Regions from separate parts of the Mus musculus genome. Here region 1 is linked to region 2. The links are chromatin contacts, called in public promoter capture Hi-C maps. All regions are on one chromosome and are shown on one strand. The core of a region is the stretch at or near the end of the contact, and the rest is flanking DNA. Distances in the headings are between cores, read along the strand shown. Region 1 overlaps Inhbb (inhibin beta-B). Region 2 overlaps Gli2 (GLI-Kruppel family member GLI2).

Evidence for each region. Promoter capture Hi-C pulls out the DNA fragments that hold promoters and counts their contacts.
Region 1: a promoter capture Hi-C map of embryonic stem cells shows a contact between it and region 2, with 2.2 times the contacts expected there. The contact joins two enhancer-like sites. A contact is called at or near these places in 1 of 39 promoter capture datasets (embryonic stem cells) and 1 of 9 other capture datasets (adipose tissue).

Annotation. Positions count from the first base shown.
Region 1 is chr1:119,414,981-119,420,495 of GRCm38.p6, forward strand. Inhbb (inhibin beta-B) reads right to left here. Exons shown (of 2, transcript NM_008381.4): 2 at 483-3,117. The coding sequence ends at 2,342. Among named protein-coding and RNA genes, the nearest start is that of Inhbb, 4.5 kb to the right of the region's middle. Within about 2 kb of position 2,776, at least 3 of the 459 cell types and tissues checked have an H3K27ac peak or open chromatin away from gene starts, as enhancers often do. A contact at or near this core is called in embryonic stem cells, where this site is marked.
Region 2 is chr1:119,001,092-119,006,407 of GRCm38.p6, forward strand. Gli2 (GLI-Kruppel family member GLI2) reads right to left here. Exons shown (of 14, transcript NM_001081125.1): 2 at 949-1,115. The coding sequence starts at 1,084. Among named protein-coding and RNA genes, the nearest start is that of Gm51642, 43 kb to the left of the region's middle. Within about 2 kb of position 4,005, at least 22 of the 459 cell types and tissues checked have an H3K27ac peak or open chromatin away from gene starts, as enhancers often do. A contact at or near this core is called in embryonic stem cells, where this site is marked.

The sequences.
Region 1 (5,515 bases), core at 1,526-4,025, 410 kb after region 2:
AGGCTTAACTAGCACAAATTTTTCACTTATTCTCTGACCCCATTTGTGTGTGTGTGTGTGTGTGTGTGTGTGTGTGTGTTGTGTACAGCATGTGTGTAGAGACCAGAGAACAATCCATAGAAACTAGACCACTCTTCCCTCTCTCTATGTGGGACCCTGGGCTTGAACTCAGGTCATCATCGAGGTTGGTGTCAAGTCCCACAGTACTTTTGAAAAGCCGAGAGATCCAGCTTTGGAACACCAGCAGAACATAACTAGTTGGGGACTGGAACGGTAAACAAATTTGTAATTCGCTAATTTGCTAATTGCCTTTCAGCTGGTCTTCTGCCATCTCTTCTAGCTTCTGTGTGACATATGTGTCAGGCAAGGGCTCTGAGAGTGTAGGGAACAGGCCGTGGGGACTTCTGGCATCGGAACTGGACACCTGGACCAAACCCCTCCTCCCAGCTGCCCACTGCCCCAGACATCACACAAGGCAGGAAGCCCGTGGCACTCCATCTTTTATTGTCTTATACTGTACATGAACGTAAAATACTTAAGACAGCCAGTCTGTGGGGGAAAATTGTTTGGTTTTAAGTTATTATGAAACAGAACCTAAGGAGGGATTTATTAAATAAACTAAAGGTGAGGACTTACAGCACACACCTTCACTCCACCAGTCATTTATTTTACTCTACCTTCTGGGTGTGTACGGACAGAAAAGACACATCAACTGAATAAAAAAAAAATCATTTATACCCTGAAACACTGGCAGGCCACTCGAAGGATTGTTTAGAACATCTACCTCATAGAAGATGGCCTCACCATCTAATAAAAATTAAAACTGATCCGCTGGCCTCTTTGGTTCCAAAATTATGTATAATACATTTAACTGTATTCATTTTTCTGCAGCTATAAAAATAACTTTTTTTTTCAAATGGCAGTTTCTGACTAACCATGCAACTAGATCAGTGCAAACATTGAAAGCAATCATTCGCTTAGAAAAGAAGCAAAAGATTTCATTTCAAGTATAAAAATATAAAAGAGTCGTACGAGTCCAGTTTCGCCTAGTGTGGGTCAACCCTTTAAATTGCATAGTTCACGTGGCACTTGGACATCCACGAGGACAGCCACGTCAAGCTCTCGCCCCAGGGCCACTTCTGGACACACGTAGACCTGCAAGTGCTATTGTGGTGTGCATTCACTCAGGACCGCAAGTGCATTGTGGAGCAGGCGGGAGGGCAAGTGAACTGGGCAGGGGACATGTCCACGGACAACCCTGAAGCCAGGGCTCACCCTCGGGAACAACTTCTGCAAAGCAACCAAAAGCTCTCCCTCTCTCTCCAAGCCCAGCTGAGCAGCTCCTCAGAACAGCCTCACTCTGCCACTGCCTCCCCTGTCTCTCCCCCTTGCCAGTGGCCCTCCCCTCTAAGCATAACACCAGGAGGAAGTCCCCAGCAAAGGGCACCGATTGCAACATTTTTCTTTCCTTCTCACTTCGAATCGTTTGGCCTTTCCGCTTCAAAGGCCATAGCTGATAGGCTCTTTTCAATTCTGCAACTGGCACCAGTGACCTGTCAGTTGTTGGAGATGAATTTAAAGCATAAAATTAAGACCCTTCTTCTCTCCCTCCCCCAACACCCCCGAAAACAAACACACATACACACATATATAAGTCACATGGGGGACGCAAGTGACAGACCATCAAAGGGTCACTGTCCCTGCTCCATGGTCTCTGTGACAGGTGAGTCGCTCCTGGGCTACTTGCCCTCTCCAAGAACAGGGGTGGCACAGCTCTGCTGGCCTCAAAGCATGGAGGATGCCAGGCGGGCAGTGAGCAGGCAGGACTGTGCCAGGCGCTTCGGTGAAGAACCTGGGACAAGTCAGGGACACATGGCCCTCCACCCGCCTGTGCTCCCACCCTGCTTTTCCTCTTGGTGGCTCTCTGGCTCACTCTCTCTGTGTCCTCTGTCTTTGTGTGCTTTTATGTGTGCTCAGAAGGCGCAATTCAGAGTGCCCGGCCAGCTGGTGGGAATGGTGGCTGCTCACCCCATTCTTTCAGACTGACAGGCATTGGTGCCATTTGTCACCGCATCCGTTTGCTGGTATCCCAGAGGCTGCTGTGTGGGTGGCAGACTGCGTGAGTCTGGCTATGCGTGTCTATGTGTGCAGTTAGGAGTCTCTCGTGCCACAGAGGGATTCTCCCTCTGGTCCTGACTGGTTTTCTACAAAGCGGGAGAACATTATTTCAGGCCTCACCCTGGCACTCTTCACGGCCCAATGGAACAACCACACTCAGCCCACCTGCCTCTCCTGCTCCCTCAAAGACCCATGGGCCTGTGCTCCGCCCCCGTTGCCTCTGTCAGGCGCAGCCACACTCCTCCACGATCATGTTGGGCACATCCCGCTTGACAATGTTGTACTCGTCATCAAAGTAGAGCATGGACATGGAGCTCAGCTTGGTAGGGATGCAGCAAGAGTTCACGGGCCCAGGGTTCAGGCCACGCATGCGGTACTGGTTCACCACGGCTGTGTGGAAGGAGGAAGCTGAGCCAGGGACCCCGGCCAGATAGGCCGGGCAGCTGCCCTCACAGTAGTTCCCGTAGTAGCCAGTGGGCGCAATGATCCAGTCGTTCCAGCCGATGAGCCGAAAGTCGATGAAGAACTGTTGCCTGCAACAGAGGCTGGTCCGCCCATCACACTCTAGGCCCCGTTTGCGGATGCGATGTCTGCTATCGCCCAGGCGGGCCTGCACCACTACAAAGGGCCTGTGTGACTCCTCACCGGGGTCCACGAACACAGGCACCACGGCCAGCTCCTGGCAGCTGTCACACTGCACATCCAGGTTAAGGCGTCTCTCCCCTCGCTCAAACAAGGCCTGGATGGCCTCTGTGATGGGAAAGGTATGCCAGCCGCTACGTTTCAGGTCCACCTTCTTCTCCACCACATTCCACCTGTCTCCGTGACCCTGTTCTTGGAAGTACACCTTGACCCGTACCTTCCTCCTGCTGCCCTTCTCCAGGACATAGGGGAGCAGTTTCAGGTACAGCCACAGGCTGGCCTGCACCACGAATAGGTTCTGGTTGCCTTCATTAGAGACGAAGAAGTACAGGCGGACCCGGGAGGAGGCGAGGCCATCTGTGGAGACGGGGAAGAACAGGCCAAGTTAATTCCTGGAGAACACAAGGCAATAGGGAATGGACTCTGCTGTGTGAGGTTGGAATGAACATTCGCCACAGCTGGAAATTGTTACTGACCAGAAATACCATTCCTGGGGCCCAGGTTTCTGCCATGACCTGCCAGAGGCAGAAGAAGCACTTCCCATTGAGAAAACAGGTCTAGGGTGGAGCCAGAAGGTCCAGACCTATAAAAATCCTGCCTCACCTCTCCCAGGCCAGGGCTCCCTGGAGATCGGATTGTCTGGCCTCAAAGTTCAACTTGTCAGGAGGCCAAAATCTTAACACGTTGTTATGGGTCTCTGAAAACAAAACTAAGATTGCAGGGAGGATTTGGGGGTAGGTTATTTAAATGGGGCTTTTTCTTCTTCGTTGTCTTCTTTCTGGTTAACTTGGAGCATTGCGAAACCAAGCTGAGCCACCTACAGCCTCTTTCCAATGTTTACCTAAGCATGATCTGACCCAAGTCTCGGTGGGACCTCCACTGCAAACAGGCAAGCTCTGTATCCGAGTTTCTGAGTTTCTGACATACAAGTGTTGCATCCTGCATGCTGCAAAGGGCAGCAGCCCCTGTTTCTAAGGAGTTCCAAGGGACAGGATAGGCAGCCTTGAAAACTCAAGGTCCGATCCTTTGACCAGACCCTGACTCCCAGAAGGCAGCAGCTGGAGATCTCAAAGGTGTTGGTGGGGTTGTTAAGTCATATCAATAATTCAGTACAGCCAGAAGAATAGTTCTGCCAGATGAGAAATTATGTCCCTTTCTCACAGTACATTCCATCAGCCCTTCCCTCTGACGGTCTCTACCTATTCAGCAGGCATGGCTGGTGCTATCACACCTCCCACCAAGCCCCCCCCGCCCCGCCCTAGCCCCTTCCTCAGCTCTCACTGGCTCCTCTAATAACACTGACGTCTGACTTTGAAAAGGGGGAAACTGCAGCCTTAAAAGCTGCTCTTGGCCAAGCTGCCTGTGACCTGAATCTGTTATTTATAAGTTAAAGAGCTGGCTCCGTGAATCGGACCAGAAATATAACAGCCCCCGCTGTCATTTTGTGCCACCGGGACCAAAAGGCCTCTTGACCTTCCCGAGTCACGTTTCCCTTCTGGGCCCCAATGCACCTTTTAATCCAAGCCCTCTAATTGCATGTCGAGCTTTCCCTGACTCTGGCGGACAGCTAAAATGGCAATGTATTTCTTTCTAAGCACAAACCGGCCTTGATTGTCTCTGCCTTTCTCCACACCCGGCCATGCAAAACTTTTCATCCCTTTTTATCCCCAGCAGCAGCACAGGCAGGGTCTGCCCGATGCCTGGGAGAGTAGAGGGGCATTCGCAGCCAGGAGCATAGCTGATCCCCCCTCCTCTTCCCAGGCTCCCTGCTTGTCCCCCACCCTGACTACATCGGGCTTCCCCCTCTGCGACCTTCTCTGCAGTCCCCTCTGCACAAATGGGGCTGAGCTCCCAGCACAAAAGCCAGCCTGGCTCATTCAAGTCCTGAAAAGGACAGCGATGTCTAAACACTTACACCGTTTCTGCCCGGGAAATTTTCCTCCTTTTTAAACTTCCCAAAGATTTTTTTCTTTTCTTTTTCTCTGAATTTTATATTTAGATAGTGGACAGAGCTTTGCAACACGGGGCCTGGGAGGACATTGCAGAAAGGAATCCCACTCTTTGTTAACTACAAACTCTGCCCCTCTTCCCTGGACCAGAGAGGGCTGCGGCTGCTGCCAGGCAAGCCTAAAGGCATGAGGCTGTTCCTGAGCCGCTTCTTTGCGTAAATGATGGACCTGTTGAGAAGCTGCCTTCCGCCGACTCTGGTGCCCACACAATCGGAAGGGAGGTTGCCTAGCTCTCCCCACCGATGCTTCAGCAATCCTGGCAAGCCCATGCCGCCGGGCGACGCAAGCGGCCCCGGGAGCCTCTCTCTCTCTCTCTCTCTCTCTCTCTCTCTCTCTCTCTCTCTCTCTCTCTCTCCCTCTCTCTCTCCCTCTCCCTCTCTCTCTCTCCCTCTTTCTCTCCCTCTCTTTCTCCCTCTCTCTCTCCCTTTCCCTCTCCTCTCCTGCCCACGTATATCAACAAGCACACACATCTCCATCTCTACACTGCTAAGCCTACACTCGGATCGTGGGAAACAAAAACATTAAGCAATCACTAAGCAAGTGCCCGCAGAGCCAGGGCTGCGCGCATCTGCCGGGAGGGGGACGCGCGCCCAGAGGCGCTGGGGCCCAATTCCCGTGAGCCAGGATGAAGGGCAGGGTGCTTCCCAGTTGCTGCAGGGAAAGGGAAGCCGCAAAGGATCTGTAGTCTGGGCGCGCAGTATAGAAAAGGACTGCCACCCTGGGAAGCGCGCAAGGCCACCGCAGAA
Region 2 (5,316 bases), core at 2,755-5,254:
AGCCTGTCCCCAGAGGTGCTCAAGGCTGACCTCACTCGCATCTCCCACTTGTGACTTGACAATTACCTTCAACTTAGAATCGTGGGGAGAGAAGAAAACCAATGCAGTGTCAACAACCTGTGTGACTCAAGGGTGGCTCCATGTCACGAGTTCAAACCCCTGATGCTACTCCAAGCACAGACCACAGACCATATACACAGCCTCGCTCAGGGGTGGAAAGAAACAAACTGAGCCCTTCCCTTGTGCATGGCCCCTCGGGTATTTGGCCTGGACAAGAAAGCATCAGAGCACAACTAAATGTGTTTGAATTAAAAGGGGTAGAAAATAAATCTGTTTCTTTGCTCTGAGACAGAATAGCTGTGTGGCCTCCAGATGGACAGCCCAGTGACAAGGGAGGTCTCACCTTCCCGCCAAACTATCCAACTAGGATGCTGGCACGGACCGTGGAAACTGGAGAACATCTCTCTTAGGGACAGTGAAATGAGAGACTGTGGCTCGTGGAGTCCCTTCTGTTGTAATTAAGTTGGCCAGAAATCCACCTAAGATAGTAAATTCCATACCTGACCCTCTAATTACAGCCAGCAGGCATTGGCAGACGATTGCTTTCTGAAATAGTCCGCAGCGGGCAAGAGGCAAGAAGCTCTCAGGATTCATCTTCCTGGTGCCAGCTGAACACACCCCAGGGTGGCCAGGCAGCTGCCCAGTAAGACTCTCCTCCCCCACCCCCCACTCCCTGCTCAAGCCTCAGCCACCAGACTGGGAGAGCCAGCTCTCCAAAGAAAGCTGCAAGCCACCTTCTTGGGGACTGGGATTCCTAGGGCAGAGGCACTGCCCTCCATAAACCCAGCGTGCCTCCCAGATGACAGGGGCCAGCGCACTCATTAAATCCTAATGACCTCGTGAAAAACACCCCTGCCGCTCTCTGGGCGTGCAAAACAGAAAGTGTACCTCCGTGGGCGGCTACAGCTGCGGCCACCGCCAGAGGACAGGCCTTTTTCCCTGGGTCGGGGAAGCTGCTGTCCTCCAAGAGACCACTCTTGGCTTCTTTCTTCTCCAGTGCAGGGGCTGGGGCAGAAGTCTCCATCTCAGAGGCTCATACTCTTTGGTGGCGGACCCTGGAGGAAAGGACACAGACATTCAGCCACGACATTGCACCCCGAACCCATCTAGGAAATACCAACCCAGGTCCACACCACACGGGGCCTACAGCACCAAAGTTCACACTCAGTCTTCTGACCCCAGGAGGGAAGGCCTAGATAATTTTGACATAGTCATCCTGAGAAACGACGGGTCTGCTTGCTGAATGGCCATAAGGACAGGAACTGAACATTTTAGTTTGTTTATTGTTTAACCTGAATTTAAAAAACAAAACAAAACAGCAACAAGTTCTTAATGATGAAAACATACAGGAGCAGAGAACCACCTGACCCGGAGAAACAAAACCGAACAGAGAGCCCGAAGTCTAGGAAAAAAACAGAAATACAACAGACTTCTCCAAGAATGCTTTCCCAAACCACTTTGCCTCTGCGCTTCCTTCATTGGCTGACTCATGTGGATGTTCATTCATTCATTCATTCATTCAGTCAGTCAGTCAATATTCATATCACTAACTGTCATCGTTTTGTGGACCCCTTTGGGGGTGGAAGGACACTTTCACAGGTCACCTAAGACCATTTGAAAGCATATTTACATTACAATTCACAACAGTAGCAAAATTACAGTTGTGAAGTAGCAATGAAAACAATTTTATGGTTGAGGGTCACCACAAGCACGGCGGCTATCAGGGCTCACATAGCCCAGGCTAGCCTAAAGCTCATCCAAGGATGACCTTGAGCCCCTGAGCCCCTGAGCCCCTGAGTCTCCTATCTCCGACTCCTCAATGCTTGTATTGTAAGTATATAGCAGTAAGCCTGGTTTAAGCTATCTTTAAAATCTGTCGCTTTAGATCCAGCGGTATGGCTCAGCAGGTAAAGGTATCTTGCTGCACCAGGGTGACAGCTTGAGTTTATTCAAAGAAACCCCCTATAAAGGTGGGAGGAGAGAACTGACTTCAGGGAGTCAGACAGCACGTGCATGTCACTACATGCAAGCCACGTGCATATAATAATAATAATAATAATAATAATAATAATAATAATAATGATGATAGCATCTGCTACTATGGGGTTCTGTCATGAGAATAGTCACCAGCCACCTGCTAAAGCCTCCTTTTCTTACACTGTCCCTTAGCCTGGCATCACCCTATCAGCTGCTCTTATTAGGGCTGTGACTGTCATGGCTGCACCAGAAGCAAGTAGCCCAGCAGCCAGTGGTGCCTCTCCAAGAATACACTTCACCTTTGCCTGAAAAACCCCATTAAGATGCCACCTTCCCCAGGAAGTCCCCTGCTCTGGACAGTCCACGGTTGGAACCCTACATCTGCCAGATTATGAGTCTACCTGACACTCCACACCAGCATGTTCTCACAGCTATGCCCATTGTCTCCTAGGTGATTTTAAATCCCACTGGGTTTTTGATCAAGATTAACCAGTAGAATTATCTGGAATGGTGGCACCTGTCTTTAACCCCAACCCTCGGGAGGCAGAGGCAGGGCGGTCTCTGTGAATCTGAGGCCACAATCTACATAGTTAAGGTCCAGGGCGACTACACAGAGAGGCCCTGTCTCTAGATAGGTAGATAGATAGACAGACAGATAGATGACAGATAGACAGACAGACAGACAGACAGACAGACAGATAGATAGATGTAATTGGTATACTCCCTACACAGAGAGACCCTATCAATAAACAAACAAATGCAACTGGCCTGCTCCTCTCCCCAGGCTAGAGCTCCTCTAGTGTCCTGCTGGGTCCTTTTTAGCTCTTTACTTTGAATATGTTAAATTATGCTTATGCACAGGTGTCTGCATAGAATGAGTGTAGGTGTCCTCAGAGGCCAGAGGTGTAAGACCCCGTGGAGCTGGAGTTACAGGCTGCCCACATAGCCACAGTGGCTGGGAACTGAACTCCTTTGAAAGAACAGCAGAGCAGCAAACATTCTTAAACCACTGAATCATCTGGAGCTCCTCCTGCTGGGTCCTGGTCCACTTAAGCCTCTAGCAGAGGGAGAGGCTGGCTCCCTGTGCATCCCTTATCTTCCTGGCAGGAGGACCAGGCTCCTGTTGACAAGGGTCTGGAGGTCTAAAGAGTAGGGAGGAGGGGGTAGAAGAGAGCAGTGAGAAATGAACCTCTTTTGTTCCCTTACTCCCAGGCACTGACTTGGCAGTGGCAGCTCATCCCCCTCTGTCCTACCCTAACAAGTGGCAGCAACCTGGTAACCCCCAATTCACTGATGACCTCAGGATTCTGCTGGGAATGAGCTGCCGGAGGCCACTTCCCACAGAGGCAGCAGAGCAAGGTGAACAGTTTGGTAGTCTACTGACATGTTACTTAGAAGCCCTGGGGGGAACAGCCACCCAATGAAGAGCATCCTGAGGGCTTGAGCACAAAATTGTCAGGAGCCTCAGCACTCAGGCTGTGGCAGCAGATTCTGAGTAAAAAGGAACAGCTGCACACAGAAGCACCAGGGATTCAGGGGGCACCCCTCCCCACTGTGCAAGTCAGTGCCACCACGCTCCCCCTCCCCCCTTACCTCTGCCACAGGAGAGGAAGGCAGGAGACAGAGCCAAGAGTCTTCATAATTCACAGGAATTAGTGGGATTAGCTCAATTTCTGGGTAAACACCAAGCACCCTGGGTCCCAAGCAGATACATTCACTCCTGGGGACAGCCAGTCACCACTGTACCTGCGTCCTTGTGCGGACCCCATCCCCCACCACCTGGGGACAGCAGGGAGGGGTCTGTGCACGGCTTCATGGGTACTGGCTGGGTGAGTGAGTGTCTATGTGGGTTGATTCCCACAGGCAACACAAAAGCTTCTTCAAAGAAGGGTCTGAGAGCCCCAGGACACTCCAGGGGAGGAGAGTCAACACCCCACTTTCTTTTACAGCTCTGGAAATGCCCGCACATTCCACAGGAATCTGCTACACCAAGGGGAGCCTGGGCCTGCCCTGGGGAGGAGCCCCTTTCCATTAGAGATTTTCCCCAGGTCTCAGGCCCTCTGGGGCTTTTCCATGAGACCTCTCATCCAGACATATGGCTGGAGAACCCACAAAATGTGCAAAGAAAGCACTGTGCATGTGTTGGTGTGTATTCACAGGTATTGGGGGAGGGCAAAGCATGTGGAGGCCCTATGTCAACATTGATCCCTTCAGTCACTCTATGGTTTGATAAAGATGATGACTTTGAAGTAGGGTCTCTTGGTGAACCTGGGGCTCATAGATTTGGATAAACTGACTGTTGGTGTGTAAGCGCCAGGGATCCCCTGCCTGGTTTCAGGCAAACCAAATCCAAACCGAGACCCTCACATTTGTGTGGCAAGCAGTTTGCCAACTAAGCCATCTCCCCAGCTCTCCGCATTTTAAAGACACTTCATGAGTTCAGGACTTAGCAGAACATGTCTATAAACCTAGGCATGGAACCAAAGCTTGGAAGTTAAGAGGTCCAAGCATTCACAGTCAGCCTGGGGCATATGCAAAGATCCTGTTTCATACAGATCAGAACGAGAAAGCTCTTCAACAGTTGTGTCCTGCGAGCATGCACAGGACGGCGAGGGAAGTGTCTATCGCTCCCTGTTGTTTGTCTCCAAGTAATTTCTAAGCAACGCTTAAAACAAGACTTTATGGACTAAATATTTCACTAGAGCCGGGGGGGGGGGGGGGGGAGTGAATCTGTGGGGAAAGCCTTCGCCATGAAGCCCGAGGACCTGAGTTTGATACTCGGGACCCTCATCCTCCATGGCACTGAATACCAGCTCTGCGCATGGTGGCTTCCTACCTCCGACCCTGCACTTGGCCTGCAGTGAGAAAGCCCAAGTGTTACCCTATCATAAGCATGGTGCCTGTACAGCCGTTGCACTTGATGGAAAGTGGGGTCTTTTGTGAGCCACACTTTCTATTTCTATCATTTCAGCATGACGGTGAATGATAATCACAGCAGGTGTTACGGGGTCCACAGCACAGGCCAGGGTAAGGAGCCTTCCAGGAGTGGCGTGAATACACTGATACTCAGAATGAGGAACTCTGAACTCCTGGAGACCCACCACCACCTGGCTGCTTTGAACTCCTTTGTGAGTGAGTCACACACATAAGCACTTCCTGGGGTGAAATCAACCTCCAGGAGGGAGGCAGGAGCTGGCCTCCCAGCCAACATAGCCACCTACCACAGGCCCTGGCACACTCGCATCCTTTCTGATCTCAGCCAGGCAGCATGCCTGTCCC